Regions from separate parts of the Mus musculus genome. Here regions 2 and 3 are each linked to region 1. Evidence: chromatin contacts called from public Hi-C data. All regions are on one chromosome and are shown on one strand. Each heading gives the region's core, a stretch centred on a gene start, on an enhancer-like site or on the middle of the called end of the contact. The rest is flanking DNA. Distances are from core to core; before and after follow the strand shown.

Region 1 (3,261 bases), core at 381-2,880:
TCTGAATGAATAAGGAACGGTCAGTCTCTCTAGCTGCTGTTGTCTCTCAGCAGTTTCTTCCTATAGGTTCACCTTCGATGTTTCTGCTCATGAACCTCTGAGAGCTGCAGAGCACGTGGAGCACAAGGAAAGCTCAGTAATATGTTTCACACGAGTATTGTCTCTCCTCCAGGTCTCACCAACTCGCACGACTTTCCTAAATCTAGATGATACCCTCACTTGTTTCTGTACAAACCCACTCATGCATGGGATGTTTTCTTGGCATTTTCCTCACTACTACTATTTCAACTTGCCCAAGTGCAGGATCTAGGCAACATTCACCATGAAGCTCTTACTCCTTCCAATAAGAAACAAATGTTCTCTTCTGAGCTGGACCCCAAACCATATTCAGCTGTGATCTGCTACTGTTTGTACTCTAGAAGGAGACAGCTCAGGAACAGGAGCATTCTGGGATGTCCCATAGTGCCCAGTTTAATGTCTTGCCAAAAGCATTTGCTAAAACTGTTTGTTTACCTGAACTGAGATAATTTGTCAAGATCAGCAGCTATAGGGCAGTAGTTAGGGTTACATCATTAAAGGGACTGGGTTTGGGATGGTGAAAACCAGTGAGGGTATTTTAAATTGTATTGCCAATCAATCTGTGTTCTGACAGTTACGATGCTAATTTTGTGAGAGAAAAATCACTTCCATATTGCTTTGTCAGAAGCCCTGTAACTCCTTTTTCTTTATATTTGGGAAATTCCTATAACATGAACCTCAAATTGTGAAAATCTTGAGGAGAAGAAATAACATTTCATAGAAATCTTTGAAGAAAATGCACGTTAGAATTTAAAACCAGGGCAACACTTCTCAGTTTCCTGAGGCAAAAGATTTCATCAAGATGAACTTATTTTCTGTCAGGTCTTTAAGTGGTTGTGGGTTGAGAACTCTGGCAAGCTCAAGAGAACTGGCATCCTTTTATTATGATCTCGTGCTTCAAATGTAGGCAAAATCTGACAGCTATTACAGGGTTACAGTTTGAGGTTTTGGGTGCATTCAAATTCTAAAGTGGTGAATGGATAGGCCATGTAAATGGGATAAAGAATTGTGCCAAGTTCTCAGAAGTTCACTGGAAGCAATTCTTGTGGTCAAAAATGAATGTTTTCAGAGTGAATTGCTCCTTTTCCACACTGGTAACTTACTCTGGATTGCTTATGAATTCTCTTGATCCTGCTGTCTGTTCCTTTCCCTGTGCCAGGTGGCAATGCTGATTTGTGCTGGTTTCCTGATTGCCTGGATTCCTTATGCGGTCGTCTCTGTGTGGTCAGCTTTTGGAAGGCCAGACTCCATCCCCATACAGCTCTCCGTGGTGCCCACACTCCTTGCAAAATCAGCAGCGATGTACAATCCAATCATCTACCAGGTCATTGATTACAGATTTGCCTGTTGCCAGGCTGGTGGTTTGAGAGGAACGAAGAAGAAATCTTTGGAAGACTTTAGGTAAAATTCTGAAGCTAGAACGTAATTATGTTTCTTTGTCTTAAAATGCTGTGGTGATTTAAGTAAACACTTGGCTTAGAACTAAATTCCTAAGTAGCTGGGTTAGGAGGTTTCTGTTTTACATTCATAAAAATACCGGAAGCCAAGTCATCAGATATGTATGGGTTGGATGATGGCCAGATATTGAGAACAGCATTCTGGTTTTGATCCTAGAGCAGCCAGGATGCCATTTTGTGCATATTTACTGGTTGTGGACTTCCTTCTTGGATATTAAATCCATATCAGTCCAAGAATGCTGTTCTATGTGGCACTGATTCAACAATAAATTCATGTGAAGGAATTATTTGCCACTGTTGTTTGGGTCATCAGAACTCTTGGCTAGAAAATGCAAGGACTCAAGCAGAAGTGAGAGTGAAGGGCAATGAAGCCATTCCTCTCTCTTTATCACCTCTGCCTGGTTCTTTTAGTTATATTCTGAAAGATAGAAGCTGTTCTTTCTCTGTATTAGATGAAGAAACAGGTTTAAGTAAGGGTAAGATTGGAGAAGCCGCTCTTATTTATATAGCCCAAAGACAGTAGGGTAGGAATTGTTACTTAAATACTAGCTTTTCAAAAAGTCTATACTGTTTTTGATGCACAGTGTACAAGAGTTTGAGACTTCAGAACTTTTTTTCCCCCTAAAGGTCCAATACTCAGAGCGAGGAAAGAGCTGGGCCAGTAGTGGTGGGGAGGTCTTCTGTGTCCATGAGTTGCCTATCTTTGGGTAAAAAGTAGAAAATGCATCTCAAATCATTGTCTTGGCTAAGGAGGTAGAGGTTTCAGGGTCTCCATTACTCTTTAATTATTACTTGGTGACAAGGTATTATTCAACACTGGTTTTCTTTAGTAAGAGGTATTAGAGAAAGATCAGGAAGACCTGGAATTTTATCTCTCACATTGGCCAAGTGACAACTCTTTTGAACTTTGAATTTACTACCCTATGAATATATGATCAAATAAAAATCATAAAATTTATAAATAAATATCGATATTGTCATTGTTGCTGTGACAAAGGGACAAGATCGACAACTTGAGATGCAAGACTATGATTACCTGGATTCCTTATGCGGTAGTCTCTGTGTGGTCAGCTTTTGGTAGTCTCTGTGTGGTCAGCTTTTGGTAGTCTCTGTGTGGTCATCCTTTGGTAGTCTCTGTGTGGTCAGCCTTTGGTAGTCTCTGTGTGGTCAGCCTTTGGTAGTCTCTGTGTGGTCAGCCTTTGGTAGTCTCTGTGTGGTCAGCCTTTGGTAGTCTCTGTGTGGTCAGCCTTTGGTAGTCTCTGTGTGGTCAGCCTTTGGTAGTCTCTGTGTGGTCATCCTTTGGTAGTCTCTGTGTGGTCATCCTTTGGTAGTCTCTGTGTGGTCAGCCTTTGGTAGTCTCTGTGTGGTCAGCCTTTGGTAGTCTCTGTGTGGTCAGCCTTTGGTAGTCTCTGTGTGGTCAGCCTTTGGTAGTCTCTGTGTGGTCAGCCTTTGGTAGTCTCTGTGTGGTCAGCCTTTGGTAGTCTCTGTGTGGTCAGCCTTTGGTAGTCTCTGTGTGGTCAGCCTTTGGTAGTCTCTGTGTGGTCAGCCTTTGGTAGTCTCTGTGTGGTCAGCCTTTGGTAGTCTCTGTGTGGTCAGCCTTTGGTAGTCTCTGTGTGGTCAGCCTTTGGTAGTCTCTGTGTGGTCAGCCTTTGGTAGTCTCTGTGTGGTCAGCCTTTGGTAGTCTCTGTGTGGTCAGCCTTTGGTAGTCTCTGTGTGGTCAGCCTTT
Region 2 (3,261 bases), core at 231-2,730, 100 kb after region 1:
TTGTACAAAGCTCAAGTCTAAGTGGATCAAAGACCTCCACATAAAACCAGAGACACTGAAATTTATAGAGGAGAAAGTGGGCAAAAGCCTCGAGGATATGAGCACAGGGGAAAAATTCCTAAACAGAACAGCAATGGCTTGTGCTGTAAGACCAAGAATTGACAAATGGGACCTCATAAAATTGCAAAGCTTCTGTAAGGCAAAAGACACTGTCAATAAGACACAAAGGCCACCAACAGATTGGGAAAGGATTTTTACCAATCCTAAATCTGATAGGGGACTAATATCCGACATATATAAAGAGCTCAAGAAACTGGACTCCAGAAATTCAAATAACGTCATTAAAAATGGGGTACAGAGCTAAACAAAGAATTCTCAACTGAGGAATACGGAATGGCTGGGAAGTACCTGACAAAATGTTCAGCATCCTTAATCATCAGGGAAATGCAAATCAAAGCAACCCTGAGATTCCACCTCACACCAGTCAGAATGGCTAAGATCAAAAACTCAGGTGATAGCAGATGCAAGTGAGGATGTGGAGAAAGAGCAATACTCCTCTATTGCTCGTGGGATTGCAAACTTGTACAACCACTCTGGAAGTCAGTCTGGAGGTTCCTCAGAAAATTGGACATAATACTACCGGAAGATCCAGCAATAACTCTCCTGGGTATATACCTAGAAGAAGTTCCAACTGGTAATAAGAACACATGCTCAACTATGTTCATAGTAGTCTTATTTATAATAGCCAGAAGCTTGAAAGAATCCAGATTTCCCTCTTTTTTCTTTCTTTCTTTCTTTCTCTCTCTCTCTCTCTCTCTCTCTCTCTGTCTCTCTCTCTCTCTCTTTCTTTCTTTCTTTCTTTCTTTCTTTCTTTCTTTCTTTCTTTCTTTCTTTCTTTCTCTTTCTTTCCTTCCTTCCTTCCTTCCTTCCTTCCTTCCTTCCTTCCTTCCTTCCTTCCTTTGTCTCTTCCTTTCTTAACATTTCTCCTCAGTGAAGAAAGAGTGCATGGTTGCAATCTCCTCTGAACAGAATGGCCTAATGCCATGGAAATTCATTTAACCAGGAAGCTCCTGCCTGACATGGCTCCGGTCAGTTGAACACTCATTAAATTTAATGAACCAGAACTTCCCTTTTGCTTTTTCCTTTTATGGATGAATTAACTTTATTGGAGAAAGTCTTTCTAAAGTACACTACACCCATATCCTCGCCTTTTGCATGCATCCCTAAAAAGGAAAAGGAGAAGGATACTTGTGGAGTGAACCAAAAGATATGATCTTGGCTTCATCACTATATGTAATGGGGGAATGTTAGTTTAACTTCTCAATTCCTCAGTTTCCTCCTCTGGAAATATGTAAGAATTGATGTTACTATGAAATGAGTAATGGCTTCAATGCCCCTAGGATATTTCCTGGAGAGTAGTTGCAGTAGCTGTCATTACTTATTAAGCAATTCATAGAGGAGTCATCATTTTTATGATTGAGGTGACTGTAATATAGCTTGCCCAGTTTGCCACAGGATTTCACCACAGCCACAGTTCTGAGCACAGCATGTGATCTTTGTGGCATAGATGCCTGAAGGCAGTGCCAAAAAAAAAAAAAAAGCTGCCTAAACCCGGTCAACTCTGTATGTGAGAAGTGTTAGTGCTTTTACTTTCATTCTTACAGAAAAATAAGAATGTAATCATGGGAAGCAAATACGTTGAGAATTTCCCCGCCATTTTTCCTCAGCATATTAATAGCAACAGAGTATCTGGATTTTACTGTGTTTAAATGTTTGATTTGTATGTATGTATATATGTTTCCAGGGATCACTGTTTTGTACATACATACAAGTAAAGGTATATTATATGAACTAAGCAGGCTACATTTAGGAACATACTTGTGTATATATACATATATGCAATAACAATTAGTGAAAAAAGAGGCCATCAACTTGGAGGAGACTGGGGAGGGGTAGATGGGAAGGTTGGAAAGAAGGTTGAAAAGGAGGGAAGAATGTAATTAAATTATAACCTCAAAAATTTTAAAAAGCAATGCTTATTTTTATTTATTTAGTTAGTTATGTTAGCATGATGTTTTTATTGATTATTTGGTAATTTTCTACAATGCACCCCAGTTGAATTCATTAACCATTCCTCCCAGTCTACCTTTCCACTCTTGTGCCAGCCCCCAAAAAAGAAGAAAAAAAGAAGAAAACACACCAATTCCATTTGGTATTTTCCATATGTTTTCACTGAAGCATGGCCAAACACCCAGTGGCCAGCCCCTTAAAGATACGTTAGTCCTGCCCCCCCCACCATCCCACCAGAAGCTATCAACCATGAGGAATTAAACTTCAGCATCCTTTTCACAATATCTAAGGACTGTCTTCAATAGCTTCCTGTCTAGGCTGTTTCCTCCTCCTCCTCTTCCTCTTTCTTCTCCTCTTCTTCATATAGATGCCTTTAATTGAATTATGGATATTTTCTCTAAACCTTTGATTACATTTATTTATTTGTCTGTCTGTCCGTCTCTCTCTCTCTCTTCACTGAGAAAGAGAGAGAGACAGAGACAGAGAGACAGAGACACAGAGAGACATCTTTGCTATGGCACTCATGTAGAGAAGAGAGAACAACATGTAGGAGTTGGTTTTCTCTTTCTTTAAATGTGGAAGGGGAAAGTTTCATGTTTAGTCATCTCACTGACCTAGAAGTTCCCTTCTCTTCATAGTATGTGGTCTATATGCTTTGTTTTATTTTTAAACTACAAATGGTGGTTGAAGTGTCCAGGTGACTTTAGTTTCTGTGTAGGGAAGGTCATAAGCATTTGGCCCTTATTCTGTTGATATGGCATACAGGTTAATTTAGATGTTACTATAATCCACACTAGATACTTTTATGTACAGTATAAACCTCCTTTGTCATGATATGTAATACTTTTATATGTTGCTGGCTTCTCTTGGCTGGAACTTTGATGGCGCTTTTAGCTTTCTGCGTAAATGATATTGGCTTGTAGTTTTCATTCCTGCTGTATCTTGTTTGTTTTGGAATCCTGCTAATATTGGTCTCAGAAAATTATTTAAACTTCTTCTCTTCAGGATGAAGAGAGAGGTGAGTGGTTAAGAGTGAAGGCTGCTATTTCAGAAGACCCGGGTTCCATTCCCACCCATATGGTGACTCACACAATCTGTAACTCCAGTTCTGAGGGATCTAATGCCCTTTTCTGGCCTCTGTTGGCACCGTGGATGTATGTGGTATGTAGGCAGACATATGCAGGCAAACAC
Region 3 (3,261 bases), core at 469-2,968, 70 kb after region 1:
TCTTGGTTATTTTTTTCCTTAAGACATTTATCTTTAGGCCTCAGGCATAGGTTTCTTAAGCTATATGATCCTGAGAAATTTCACTAAAATGATTGTATAGATGTACATGTAAAACCTGAAAATAAAAATAAGATAAATATTTGACATACAATTTCTATCCACAAAGGTACGAGAGCTATTCAATTAGGAGAATCACATTTATTTATTCCTGTGATAGTTACAAGAAAAACTCATTTTCAGATTATTTTATTTTGCTTACTGAGAATGGAAATACATATAAATGTTCCCCATGAGTCAAATTTTGGAAAATTAAAACCACTGAAATCACTTTTTAAAGCTCTTTTATTAATATTATTTCTAATAATAATTCTAATAATTTCTAATAATTAGAATATTTGATGCTCAGGAAGACCTAAGCTGTGTATTTGGGCAGTCTGTTATTTGGGAGAAGACATCTTGACACTGAAATACAACTTAAGTCACTCTTTTTGGCACTTGTTTTTTTTTTTTCCTTTAAGCTTCTGTCGATAAGGTAGCTTTAGAGTTAAAGTCCTATGTGCAGAATTCTGGAACAGAGGTCTTCAATCCTTTACTGGAAAATTGGATGTGATGAATAAGGCTATTTTTACAAAAAAGAATGCAAAGAACCAAAATGTAAAAGGAATGTTATATTAAAAAGCCATCCTTATGGCAAAGGCAACTGGCAATGGTGTTTTGCCATTGGGGTTTGTACTGTTAGGATGCCAGGACTTTATAATTTTATACATGTTATCTTTCCTTTTCATTTGGCTATAGAGATTAGCATCTCACTGCACCAGGATTAGGAACTTGTGGGCATTTCTTCTGGGAAAGGAAAGGAAATGGAGCACTCGGTTTCCGTGGTCACGCCCATGGTTTATTGACTTGCGAAGAGACAGCTATCCTTTCTAGCAGTCTTCTCCTCACTGATTTGAAGCAGCCTGTGGTTCAGAATCTTAGTGGAGGAGAAAGCAGTGGTTTTACACTGGGTGGGTGGGTCAGGGGGGACCTAGGAAGTCATTCTAGTATCTTTATTGTTTCATAACTGCTTAACATAAGTAAAGTAATTGATGCCTTTCCATCCTCTGCAAAGAAGGGCAAATGGGCTTTTCATTGAAGTTAGTCCCAGATTACTTGATGACACATCTTGCTGATGAGCCACTGTCTCTAAGTTAACCCTAGGCAGTACTGTTTCTGAACTAATACTCTTGCTGCACTAATTTTCATGCTCTGGGATTTCCATGAAGAGATAACTGAACATCTTTCCCAAGGGATGCTGCATTGGTGAATATTTATAGTAAGTGGCACACAGAAATAAAACTACACACGATGGTGTTCATTTTACCACTATCTGGGTACGATTTTACCAGTGAAAGGAAAATAAATAATAGTGTATTACCATTTAGACAAAGGTTGTATGGCATTTCATCTTTAAATATCCCTGTGAGGTAGCTTAGCAATATCTCTGTCCTTTTCAAACAGTGACAGATTTTCTACTTAAGAATCAGGAAGTCTATTGCTGAAAGAATATGCATAATTAATGGGAACACGTGATAAGCATTGCAGATACACTGGTGAGCAGGAGGATAAATGGTTTCAGTCACTCGGACTTTTATGTCAGAGGAGGAAAGACAAGGGAATATCCTGATTCCATATAGACATGAATGCTATAGATTGTACTAAGACCTATAAAACCACAGCAGCTGTTCTTTTTCTTTTTCAAGGTCTCTCAGTATGGCTGCAAATAAAGACTCAGCAATCCACCGACTTTGGTGATGAAAGCGATTTCCATTTTCAGTGGGAGATTCTGCTCCCTTCTCACATTTAGATAATGGAATGTTTCTCACAGTGTGCCATGAACAATCTCTTCCAAGAATCCAAGCTAAATCTATTCCGGACTGGAAAGTGACACAATTATAATAAGCTCCACTTATCTTTTATTCATGGTGGTCACTCCTAATACTTTCCAGGAAACTCTTCAATGAAATCTTCCCCAAACATTAAAACTCTTACATCTCCACTGGTTTGAAAGAGCCCTGGAGAATATGTAGTGGCTTTTGTAACTGCAAAAACAAACGGGAAGGAAACTATATCAGGCATGCCATGAGCCACGCAGCAAACTGGAACACAATTATGAATGACTAATGCTAACCCCGCCTTGGCTGGAACAGGAGCCCAAGAAACGGAGCAAGAATCACCAAGAGGCTGTGAATTGCTCTTACTCCCATGTCATCAAGGTTTTCTTTAATTTTTAGGATTTTATAATTGGTGTGACCTATGAGAGCTTTCTTTGGGAAAATTCATCTCAGTGAGAAAACAGAGACTGGAGTCCTATAGTTTATAAAAGTGCAAAATTGTCAATGATCTCATTTATAAATTCTTTATTGTATTAAAAATGCCTTGGTGACAGAGGTTCCCAGTGCAGCCTTAGCTCATTTTATCTCAACAACCCCTTTAAGGATGTAGAAGAGCTAAGATATGGTCCATTCAATAGCTACAGACGGTGCAAACACTGCTTGCATGTATTTCTCTCTTTGAATCATTTTCCTCTTTACAAGAAGAGTAAATGACTTCTCTATCAGCAGCAGATTATAGACCCTCATTAGGTAAATAAAAATGTTCAAAAGTATTATCTGTATTATAGCATCCTGAAAATGAATACTTTTCTGGGTGTTTAGCTGGAGTATTCTTTTCAAGAGTCCTTCAGCTTATTTTTAACTCACAAAACAGATCTGGTCCTGCTTAGAAAACCAGAAGCAGACCCAGTGTCTGAGTCTTACAAACAAGAACATGATCTCCAAGTGGGATAGATATAGTTACATGTATCTAGGTTTGCAAGCAGGTAGAACCTCTAGTTTTGAGGCACCAATTGATTCTCTGTGCTATTTTCTAACCTATAAAGTCTAGTGTGTAAGGACTTTATTGATGTCACTCTTCCTGACACACCCACACGCTGATATCTTGATTTCTTAGCTGGAGCCTTATCTGTCTTTTGGTATCTTCCAATCTCATCCAAATGTCATCTAACAAAACTTCAAAACATTTGGAACTCAGAGCAGTAACCCCTGCCCTCCTAGCTACAACACTGATGAACATTGGTCATCTGATACAGGAATTGAATTGTGGCTACATTCATATGTAGCACCTATGTGCTGAATGTCCAGTAAAGAGGCCTTGCTGCTTTTGATTTGGTCGCTACCACTGCAGTCATATTAAAGGCAAAGCTGTAAAAAAAAAAAAAAA

Evidence for each region. A called contact is a pair of places that touch in the nucleus more often than the background predicts.
Region 2: a contact with region 1 is called in a Hi-C map of adipose-derived mesenchymal stem cells, with 1.8 times the contacts expected there. The contact joins two enhancer-like sites. A contact is called at or near these places in 1 of 15 datasets of contacts at CTCF or cohesin (the NIH/3T3 cell line), 6 of 484 Hi-C or Micro-C datasets (adipose-derived mesenchymal stem cells, cortical neurons, embryonic fibroblasts and 2 more) and 1 of 9 other capture datasets (embryonic stem cells).
Region 3: a contact with region 1 is called in a Hi-C map of cerebral cortex, with 2.1 times the contacts expected there. The contact joins two enhancer-like sites. A contact is called at or near these places in 1 of 15 datasets of contacts at CTCF or cohesin (the NIH/3T3 cell line), 6 of 484 Hi-C or Micro-C datasets (adipose-derived mesenchymal stem cells, cerebral cortex, embryonic fibroblasts and 2 more) and 2 of 115 datasets of contacts at active chromatin or transcription factors (embryonic fibroblasts and neural progenitor cells).

The regions. Positions count from the first base shown.
Region 1 is chr17:42,578,765-42,582,025 of GRCm38.p6, reverse strand. Opn5 (opsin 5) reads left to right here. Exons shown (of 7, transcript NM_181753.4): 5 at 1,238-1,479. Among named protein-coding and RNA genes, the nearest start is that of Opn5, 31 kb to the left of the region's middle. Within about 2 kb of position 1,630, at least 26 of the 459 cell types and tissues checked have an H3K27ac peak or open chromatin away from gene starts, as enhancers often do. A contact at or near this core is called in adipose-derived mesenchymal stem cells and tail fibroblasts, where this site is marked.
Region 2 is chr17:42,478,625-42,481,885 of GRCm38.p6, reverse strand. All of the region lies in intron 2 of Ptchd4 (patched domain containing 4), which reads right to left. Among named protein-coding and RNA genes, the nearest start is that of Opn5, 130 kb to the left of the region's middle. Within about 2 kb of position 1,480, at least 12 of the 459 cell types and tissues checked have an H3K27ac peak or open chromatin away from gene starts, as enhancers often do. A contact at or near this core is called in adipose-derived mesenchymal stem cells, where this site is marked.
Region 3 is chr17:42,508,413-42,511,673 of GRCm38.p6, reverse strand. No RefSeq gene overlaps it. Among named protein-coding and RNA genes, the nearest start is that of Opn5, 100 kb to the left of the region's middle. Within about 2 kb of position 1,718, at least 13 of the 459 cell types and tissues checked have an H3K27ac peak or open chromatin away from gene starts, as enhancers often do. A contact at or near this core is called in tail fibroblasts, where this site is marked.